Regions from separate parts of the Sus scrofa genome. Here region 2 is linked to region 1. Evidence: chromatin contacts called from public Hi-C data. All regions are on one chromosome and are shown on one strand. The core of a region is the stretch at or near the end of the contact, and the rest is flanking DNA. Distances in the headings are between cores, read along the strand shown. Region 1 has its middle 47 kb from the start of C17H8orf4. Region 2 has its middle 42 kb from the start of C17H8orf4.

Region 1 (5,210 bases), core at 2,061-4,560:
CGGTCCCTGCCCTTGCTCAGTGGGTTAAGGATCCGGCATTGCCGTGAGCTGTGGTGTAGGTTGCAGATGCAGCTTGGATCTGACATTGCTGTGGCTCTGGCGTAGGCCGGCGTAGACAGCTCTGATTAGACCCCTAGCCTGGGAACCTCCACATACTGCGGGAGTGGCCCCAGAAAAGAAAGAAAGAAAAAAGAAACAAGAGCTGCAGGCAAATGCATACTCCTTCTTTTCTCAAAGGCCTTTCCTTTCTCTGAACTCTCCCTCACACCCTGAGGACTTTGCAAGACAGAGAAGATGAAGGCTATCACTGTCAGTGCCAAAAATCAGATAGTCTTTACCTCTTCAAAGCATTGGCTCATACATTATTTCATCTTTATTTCAGCATCTTTTTCCAAGATTGGCTCTGAGACCAATAACACCTACAAAGAGTTAACCATTGGGAAAATATATGTATTTTGCCCCTTATTTGAGGACACTATTTCTTTTATTGAAAAGTCAAAACGTCCCTACTGGCTCAGCAGGTTGTGAATCCAGCATTGTTAATTGCAGCAGTTTGGGTGGCTGCTGTGGTGTGAGTTCGATTCCTGACCTGGGTATTTCCTTATGCCATTTGGGCACCCCCCCCCAAAAAAAAATGTCATAACTTTATTTGACGAAGTTCTTACTTTGGGAAAAATTGAATCCCCAAGTACAAATCACACTGCCATAATGAGGCCTTTCCTGCTTGGCTGCTTGGTGGGGTAATGCTAGTTTCCATTAACTTATTTGTATGAATAAGGCTAAGAACATTGTCATTGAGATTCTATGCCTGCTGCTCCTGGAGATGCTTTCTTGGAATGGGAGCTGTTTTTTGAAACTCTTATGAGGACTTCACTCTCAAAACAGGGCGCCTCCCCCACCATTGTTCTTTTTTTTTTTTTTTTTTTGCCTTTTAGGGCCCCATCTGTGGCATATGGAGGTTCCCAGGCTAGGGGGTCTAATCGGAGCTACAGCTGCTGGCCTACACCACAGTCACAGCAATGCAGGATCTTAGCCACATCTGCGACCTACACCACAGCTCATGGCAACACCAGATCCCTGACTCACTGATCCAGGTCAGAGATTGAACCCACAGCCTCATGGTTACTAGTCGGATTTGTTTCTGCTGCACCACATTAGGAACTCCCACCTCCATCGTTCTTTTTTTTTTTTTTTTTTTTTTTTTTTTTGTCTTTTGTCTTTTGTTGTTGTTGTTGCTATTTCTTGGGCTGCTCCCGCGGCATATGGAGGTTCCCAGACTAGGGGTTGAATCGGAGCTGTAGCCACCGGCCTACACCAGAGTCACAGCAACGCAGGATCCGAGCCGCGTCTGCAACCTACACCACAGCTCACGGCAACGCTGGATCCTTAACCCACTGAGCAAGGGCAGGGACCGAACCCGCAACCTCATGGTTCCTAGTCGGATTCGTTAACCACTGAGCCACGACGGGAACTCCCCTCCATCGTTCTTATTGACAACCTTCATTTACATGTGTCTGGATGTCTGGCATAGCCTATCTTCATGATTTATGACTGGGTCTATAATGGAATATTGGCATGTGCTAATTTTTCCTATTGCTCTTTCTTCTTTATCCATCCAAGGACCTCCACACCACACCATTTTATAAACTGAAACTGGGTGTGTGTGTGTGTGTGTGTGTGTGTGTGTGTGTGTGTGAGGGTGGGGGAGTTAATCTTATCTGAGACTCAGGAAATCTGAGCTGAAAACTTATAAGAGATAGTAGAAAATTTATGATTTAACTAGGTACTCTGAAATGCTTCCCTAACTCCAAATATCTCCCTCTGCCTATCTGCCAAGATTCTGCCAATATCAATGTGTGCAACAGTTCCTTATGAAAGCATAAAAACCTTTTGGGCAGGAAGGATTGAAGGAGATGGCGATAAGGCTAAAGCCCAATTCAATATTAGTTCCACTTTGGAATCATAGAACCTTCTAGGAGGCTGATCTATAAAAGGTCAGCCTGCTCATACATTCACAAAGAACAATGTGTCTCGTAATTGCGGAAATTTACTCATCCAACTTTAATGAAAACAGATCAGAGGCCTATTTGTATTAAAGCACCTAAAGAGGCAATTCCTTCCATAATTACATCACAATGATGATATTTGTTTTAACAAGTGTTGGGTTATACAACTTTCAGCACACTTTTATGTCTATATGATCTCATTTATTTAATGCAGTTTTGTTTTGTTTTTTGTTTTAGGGTCACACCTGCAGCATATGGCTGGGATCCACTGCTGCTGTGGCTGTGGTATAGGCCTCAGCTGCAGCTCTGATTTGACTCCTAGCCCGGGAACTTTTGTATGCCACAGGTGCAGCCCTAAAAAGCTAAATAAATAGAAAAAAAAAATGAGGAGTTCTTGTTGTGGCTCAGTGGAAACGAATCTGACTAGTATCCATGAGGACACAGGTTCGATCCCTGGCCTCGTTCAGTGGGTTAAGGATCTGGCATTGCTGTGAGCTCTAGTGTAGGTCACAGAGGTGGCTTGGATCCCAAGTGTTTGTGCTTGTGGTATAGGCCAGCGGCTACAGCTCCGATTCGACCCCTAGCCTGGGAACCTCCATATGCCCTGGATGCAGCCCTAAAAAGACGAAAAAAAAAAAAAGTCTTTTAAAATGAGAGAGAGAAAGACTTGTGCATGTGTGTGCGTGCGAGAGGGAAAACAGAAAAATGAAAGACAAATATTTTCTGGGTGGTCTAAAAGAAGAAATGGAAACAAATTAGGAAAACAATGTCAAAGCCAAATTAAAAAAAAAAAAATAGAATTCCCAATGAGAGATGCACTGACTGGTGAACCAGAACCGCAAGGAAGCAGCAGGCCTATAACTTGAGTCATGTTGAAAAAAATAACATTAACAAAAACCACTCTTTTGTTTGTCTTTTCCAGTTTCTGAAAGTTGACCTTTCAGGGACCCAGCTCCACTTCTTCTTTTCATTATGAGAACATCGGACAGGGTCACAATTGCATGTCAAGTGTCTCCTTAGTGGCTGAAGCTTTAGGGTGAAACATCTCAGAATTGAAGAGGAACCACTCGTGACGCATCTGTTCACATGCAGGGGGAGCTTGTTCTTTGTAAGATCCTAGCCTGGAGCCTCTGCAGCTGGCATCACACTTACCCCCTCCACGGCCCCGTGCCCATACATCCTGGAAAAGGAGGCCCTGCATCAGGGACACGTGGGCTGTATTTAAACAGCATATTATGGCCTCCTGCCTGAGTGTAGGTTTTGAGAAGGTCACAACACATCTGGTTTTAGTCTGTCCTCACAGTTTGAGCAGGAAGTTAGTAGGCTCTGAAGATGCTGGCTTCCTACCAGTTTGAAGGGCGTCGCGAGGCTGACTTTTACAGTGAAATCCAGTACAAAGGGTATTTTGCATCTCCTCTTTCTCCCGCTTATTCATGTGAGCTGATCCTTGAAACTCTTCCATTCAAGCCATAAACTTAAAACAACAGTCAGGTTATACAGCATTGGACCCATTGCCGGGTTCATCATGGTACTTTAGGATATGCGCCCTCACAACATGCACCCTCTCAAACTATTATATATGGGAACAGACGAACAACAAGGTCCTACTGTGTAGCACGGGGAACTGTATTGAGGATCCTGTGACAAACCATAATGGAAAAGAATATGAAAAAAGAATACATGTATGCATATCCAAGTCACTTTGCTGGACAGCAGAAATATCAATCGACTAGACTTCAGTAAAACTCTTAAAAAACATGTAGCCTCTCAACTCCAGGTCCAAAAGCTGTCCCCAGCCCCAAGAGTCCCAAGCCCTAAAATAAACCCTTCCAGCTGCCCCTGGTCTTTCCACAGCTGCCATCTTCTTTACACCTTCTAGTTTCTTTGTTTCTTAATCTACATCCTCCCTCTCCACCTGCAGTGACTGTATTTTGACTTTCACTCTAACCATTCCATTGACAGCTCCGTCAAGGTGGCCAGTTCACAAATTTCATGTCCTTGACATCAACCAGAGGTTTGACTTTGGTATCCATCTCTTTTAATCCTCTTTTATCTCTCTTTCCACAGATTTGAACCATTCTGTTTCCCCTACCTCTCTTCCTTTTCCTTCACTCTGCTTTTTCGGCACTTTTTTTTTCTTGCTTTCTTTCTTTTCTGTTTTCCTTTTTTGACTGCCCACTGCATATGGAGTTCCTGGGATGGACCACAGTTGGGATAACACCAGATTCTTAACGCTCTGTATTAGGCTGCGGATGGAGTCTGCATCCCAGGGTGCTGCAGAGATGACACCAGTTCCCTTGTGCCACAGTGGGAACTCCAGGTTTTTTTTCTTTCATTGAAGGTCTTTCTTAGCCCCTATGACTTTCTCATTCTAATTCCCTTGGAGAAGTAGCCATGACTGATATTTTTACAGAGCTGATGACCGTACCATTCACACATCCTACTAAATACATCTGGTTGGATGTCCTATGGTCACCGCAAACCCCACATGCCCAAATCAAGTGGGTCTTCTTCGCCTAAATCCAAATGCAAATCACAAACATGTCCAAAGGTCTCACTCTGTCCACCATCTCAATTATGAAGGTTGAAAGCTTTGCAATCATACTTTATTCTTCCACCTCCTAACATGTTCCTACTTCCACGCAAAGGAAGAGAAAGAGGAAAGTCTTCTTCCTTCTTTGAAATTTTGTTTCTTTTTTTTTTAAAGGTTCTTAAAATTATAGTTGATTTACAATGTTCTGTCAATTTCCGCTCTATAGCAAAGTGATATAAATATACTCTTTTTCTCACATTATCCTCCATCATGTTCCATCATAAGTGACTAGATACACCCCTGTGCTATACAGCAAGATCTCATTGCCTTTCCACTCCAAATTGAAATTTTAAATTACTCTTCAAAGTTATCTCCCTATCCATCCTGCTTCCTAATTACACAGGCCTCTATCATTGTAGTTCTGGTTAATCCAAAATGTGTACTCTTTGCATCCAAGTCAACTGGCCTACAGCTACCAGGCTAAGTCTCTTGAAATACTGCAGCAGCTGGAGTCTTTCATTTCTCAAGAGCATGTCATGATTTACTATTGATCAGTGAAAAGCAATACCTTTTCAGTCTAGTTTTCAAAGCTCTCCCAAATTCACTCTGTTCAATTGTTCCCACCTTTGAACCCACTTCTCCCTCACAGAAATCCAATGAGACTATCTACT
Region 2 (5,704 bases), core at 2,319-4,818, 89 kb after region 1:
GATTTAAATGCCAAGGTCTAGACTAGAGCTGAAACTGAGTAAGAATATTGGTCTTAAGACACTGATTTTCTTTTAACTAGGGGGGAAATGGCAATAAAACAGATAATATAAACTTTCTAGGACAGGAGTTCCCGCTGTGGCACAGTGGTTAACAAATCCCACTAGGAACCACGAGGTTTCGGGTGCTATCCCTAGCCTTGTTCTGTGGCTTAAGGATCCGGGGTTGCCATGAGCTGTGTTGTAGCTTGCAGACACGGCTCAGATCTGGTGTGGCTGTGGCTGTGGCGGAGGCTGGCAGCTACAGCTCTGATTAGACCCCTAGCCTGGGAACCTCCATATCCCCCGGGTGCGACCCTAGAAAAGACAAAAAAAAAAGACCAAAAAAAAAAGCCTTTCTACATTTGCTTAAATCAAAAAGAAATGGAATTCCTTGCTGGCTCAGGGGATCTGGCGTTGTCACTGCAGTGGCTTGGGGTCCTTGCTGTGGCATGGGTTTAGTTCCTGGCATGGGAACTTCCACATGCCATGGGTGTGGTCAAAAAAGAGAGAGAGAATTCAGCAAGAGCTTACAGAGATCAGGCACTTGAAGGCACAGCCTACGTTCTGACTGTGTAAGGAATGAGACAGAGATGAACTCACTTGCCCACCTTCACATAGTTGTGAGGGCAGAGCTGGAATTCAAGCTGTCTCTCCAGATCTCATTGATCAATGAACAAAGACATCATACTGGGTGTATCTATGCAGCGTTGAAAACCTAGAGATGCTAATTTGGGGCTCGAAGCCCATGGCTTGTAGTGCTCTAGAGGGTTGTGGGAGAGGGTAAGCCAGAATGCAGCCAGGAAGCTGCTTTATGTGAGCTTTTCTGGAAAGAAAGGGACTTGAATTTGCAAGGCTCCAATGCTGTGTTGAGACTTATTTTCATGCCATACATAAATGACCTTTTTAAAGAGGTCATTTTTATTTTTATTTATTTGTTTGTTTGTTTAAGGCCACACCCGTGGCATATGGAGGTTTCCAGGCTAGGGATTGAATCAGAGCTATAGCTGCTGGCCTACACTGCAGCCACAGCAATGCCAGATCTGAGCCCCATCTGCAACCTACACCACCACTCATGGCAATGCCTGATCCTTAACCCACTGAGTGAGGCCAGGGATGGAACCAGTTCCTCATGGATGCTGGTCAGATTCGCTTCTGCTGAGCCGTGATGGGAACTCTAAAGAGTCATTTTTAAAATGAAGCTCAAGGGGAGTTCCCTGGGGGTCTAGATCTTTGGACTTGACACTTTCACTGCTGCGCCCTGTGGTGTAATCCCTGGTCTGGGAACTGAGATCCCTTATCAAGCCACTGCATGCTGTGGGGGGAAAAAAATAAAAATAAATAAAACAAAATACAAGTCAGGTCCCACAGAACCTTAGATCTATTTCTGCATATGGGCCTTCATTGGATGCTGTGATTTTTTTTTTTTTTTGTCTTTTTGCTATGTCTTGGGCCGCTCCAGTGGCATATGGGGGTTCCCAGGCTAGGGGTTGAATCGTAGCTGTAGCCTCCAGCCTACGCCAGAGCCACAGCAATGTGGGATCCGAGCCCCGTCTGCAACCTACACCACAGCTCACAGCAACGCCGGATCGTTAACCCACTGAGCAAGGGCAGGGATCGAACCCGCAACCTCATGGCTCCTAGTCGGATTCATTAACCACTGCGCCACAACAGGAACTCCGATGCTGTGACTATTTTTAATAGTACCTAAATTGATCTGAAAAATTAACATGCTTATTGACATCGTAAAATTCCATTTGACTATTTTGTAAAGCACTGGATAATCAATATTTTAGGCTCTGTAGTCACACAATCTCTGTCACAACTACTCAGCTGTATCTTTGCAGCATGAAAGCACCATGGACAATATGTACGGGAACGAGCATGGCTGCATTCTAATAAAAGTTTACTTATAAAAACAGGCAGGGAGTTCCCGTCGTGGCACAGTGGTTAGCAAATTCGACTAGGAACCATGAGGTTGCGGGGGTTCGATTCCTGGCCTTGCTCAGTGGGTTATGGATCTGGCGTTGCCATGAGCTGTGGTGTAGGTTGCAGACGTGACTCAGATCCCACGTTGCTGTGGCTCCGGCGTATGTCGGTGGGTACAGCTCCTATTCGACCCCTAGCCTGGGAATCTCCATGTGCCACAGGAGAGGCCCTAGAAAAGCCAAAAAGACCGAAATAAATAAATAAATAAATAATAATAATAAAACAGGCAGAAGGGCCAGATCTAGTTCATAGGCTGTAAGGTGCCACCCCTTGAACTCAAGTTCACTTAAATCCAACATCTCCGGCTCATCATTATGGACAAAGGGACTTTGCAGCCACAAAACTCTTTGTTGCGGTTGGGTGTCCTACACATGTGGCTACTAGCAAGGCTGACCTCTGTTCACGAATGCCAGTGTTACCCCACCGCCTTCCCATGGTTGGGACAATGAAAAATGTCACCAGACATCGCTAAGTGTCCCCTGGGAGACAAAATCCCCCCCACCCCCCATTAAGAACCACTGCTTTAGATTAAAAGAGTTTCAGAATGGATGTGTTGAGGGATGGAGGTGTTTAAATCTGAATAACCTATGAGACTAACCCAGGACATCCTCTCAGCATCCCCCGGTCCCCTTGAAGATTCTGGAACACCTACAGGTGATCTCATGGGCAGCGATGAGCAAGCCCTGCTGTGGATTCGGAAACACAACCACACCTTCATCTGTGGATTATAACTTCAGTTTTATTTTACAAACATAAGACACACAGCAGCCATTTATTGTGTAGGTAGGGTACACTGAGGGGTCCCTGTTTGTAACTAAAACACTGGACTGCTTGGTTTGCTGTTTTACATAACTCATCCTCTCTACGAATCGAAGGGGGATCTGAGGAAAATTTCCTGTCGATGAATGTGTTATATGGTCTTACATTTATCATTCAAGATGATGCGGTAATCAAATCTGTGGTGGGTACATGGGAATAACTCCATTATGGTTGATCCTCTGCAGAATTCAATGCAACATTCTCTGTGATTCTGCACCTTTAAAGAAACAGGAGCGAATTCCCGCCATGGCACAGCAGAAATGAATCTGACCAGTCACCATGAGGACCCAGGTTCGATCCCTGGCTTCATTCAGTGGGTTAAGGATCCAGCAGTGCCACGAGCTGTGGTGTAGGTCACAGACACGGCTCGGATCTGGCGTTGCTGTGGCTCTGGTGTAGGCCAGGCTACAGCTCCAATTCATCCCCTAACCTGGGAACCTCCACATGCTGCAGGTGTGGCCCTAAAAAGACAAAATAAAATAAAGAAAATAAAACAACAGGAGTATGCAACTACAGAGCAGTCAGACGTGCCCCCTGCATTTGGAGACTGCAAAACAGGGACAAGGAAAAAGCAACTCTGGGTCATTTCTCTGCCCCTTTCACCTGGGACAAGCAGAAGGGCAAACAAATGCTAGAACTTCATTGGGTTTCTGCTTCTGGGCGGGTGGGGTTGGGGGGAAGATTCGTATGTTTGTATTTCATCTTTGACAGACAGCAGGGAGGCTGTGAGCAGTAAGGGCTGAAGGTGGTTTTGCTGCCAGGTTCAAGGGGCCTGGCATAAAGAGGCCTCGGGACCTTCACTTTCTAAATTGGGTTTAGTATTAACAACCCTGCTGTTTGGAGGCATTTTACTAGGGGAGGGAAAGAAAAAAGCCAAAAACTAAAAGCTTTGTTCCTCCTGCTCTTAAAAATGCTCTTTCATCATCAATCCGGACACATTTGATTGCAGAACTCCAGGCTCTCCATTCCCTAAGTAAATAAATTAGAGATAATTCAATATTTGATGATTAGATTTACAGCTCTGCTCCTTAACAGTTTCTTAGGTGAAGGCTCCCTGACTGAGCTCAAGTTTACAGCACCATTAATTCCAGTTCGGGCATAAAATGGGCCCAAACAACACGGGGTACTCAAGCAGACAAGGGAAAACAGGAGCCAGAAGAAAAACAATCCTTCTGAAATCTCTAGTTCTAAGGTTAGCAAGTGTTTTTTCTTTTTTTTTCTTTTTTTTTTTTTTGGCCTCACCTGCAGCAGGTGGAAATTCCCAGGCCAGGGATCGAACCCGCACCACAGCAGTGACCAGAGCCTGTGCTTGTGCCATGACAACCCCGGATCCTTAACACTCTGAGCCACAGGGGAACTCTCAGATAAACTATTCTTTTTAATTTTAAATTTTTCTTTCTTTTTAGGCCCATACCCACAGCATATGGAAGTTTCCAGGCTGGGGGGTCAAATCAGAGCTGCCGTTGAGATCTACACCATAGCCACAGCAACATCACATCCTACGCACATCTGTGACCTATGCCACAGCTTGCAGCAGTGCTGGATCCTTAGCCGACTGAGCAAGGCCAGGGATCGAACCTGCATCCTCATGGATACTAGTTGAGTTCTTAACCCACTGAGCCACAATGGGAAGTCCTAGATAAACTATGTTTGAGCAGACTGCAATTATAATGAAGAAGGGATCGGTCCATTCAGCCTGACTCCAGAAGAATCCTTGCTTCTCCCTGCAGCGTGTCTGAGATAATCCTAATATACACTATCTCAGGCTTAACAGCCTAGTCAAACAGGAGGGCCAGGACATCTGTGCCAGCTATTACGTGGTGCTATTAAGACATCTGGGAAATTCTTTAGGAATCTTATTTGTTCTTCTGGAGAATTTTATGCCTTGACATGTGTGGTTACAGATTTTCCTAACACTCAAAGCCAGAACCTTTATGACTAATGGTCCTTCCGGGGGGCATGGCTTCAGATAAGTGAAAAGTGAACTCACCGAATGAGTGTTACATGAAGAAAATTTCCTTGTTTTGTGCCCGAAGACCTGCTAACAGAGATTAGGTTATTTTTAGCTGTGAAAGTTATGCCTGGTTACACAACCTGCCTCTTTATAGCCATTAATAAGGAAAAAAAAAAAAAAACCCTCATAATTGGAGCCAGGTGCTAACACGGGCAAAGGCATTTCTTGTTGGGCGGATTTTGTATTAAAAAAAGAAAATGCTAGAAAGACTCCTCATGGAGAAATCTGGCCTTTAAAGAAATGTTTTCTCTCTGGGGAATAGGATCGCTGGTTGGACTCTTGTAAACCAGCAGCAGCAGAGAAACACACAGGTGATATTACAGCTCTTCTTCACTGACTCTCATTTGAAAGGTCCCTACAGAAAAATTCTATTTCCAAGGGACTAGATGCCTCTGAACCTGATGTGCAGTTTTTTCCTAACACAGGCACGTAACAAACCAAGATCAAAGTTTGACCATGTGCGACCAAATTCATCGGTATTGGAAAGCACACAACTTACGTGCAATTCAGTATAGACGTATGCATGTACCTAGAGAGAGATAATCTATATACACAAATACATATATATTTACACACACCTATGTGTACAATGTGTGCTTGGCAACTGAATTTTTCACCCAGTAAAATACACCCCATTGAGTGTCTGTTTTTTTTTTTTTTTTTTAAGCAACCATACTGATTGCTTTGGGGGCACTGCCCCATCTCTAGGCAATGTCTTTAGTAATTTAGGAGAACATTTTCCTGTGATTGAAGAAGAAAGAAGGAAAGAGAGAGAGAGAGAAGGGAGGGAAGAAAGAAGGGAGAGAGGGAGGGAGGAGGAAGGAAAGAACGAAAAAAAAAGAGGGA

What was found. A called contact is a pair of places that touch in the nucleus more often than the background predicts.
Region 2: a Hi-C map of liver shows a contact between it and region 1, with 2.5 times the contacts expected there. The contact joins two enhancer-like sites. A contact is called at or near these places in 1 of 5 promoter capture datasets (liver) and 2 of 47 Hi-C or Micro-C datasets (embryonic fibroblasts and liver).

What each region holds. Positions count from the first base shown.
Region 1 is chr17:9,392,176-9,397,385 of Sscrofa11.1, forward strand. No RefSeq gene overlaps it. Among named protein-coding and RNA genes, the nearest start is that of C17H8orf4, 47 kb to the right of the region's middle. Within about 2 kb of position 3,311, at least 7 of the 83 cell types and tissues checked have an H3K27ac peak or open chromatin away from gene starts, as enhancers often do. A contact at or near this core is called in liver, where this site is marked.
Region 2 is chr17:9,480,688-9,486,391 of Sscrofa11.1, forward strand. No RefSeq gene overlaps it. Among named protein-coding and RNA genes, the nearest start is that of C17H8orf4, 42 kb to the left of the region's middle. Within about 2 kb of position 3,569, at least 13 of the 83 cell types and tissues checked have an H3K27ac peak or open chromatin away from gene starts, as enhancers often do. A contact at or near this core is called in liver, where this site is marked.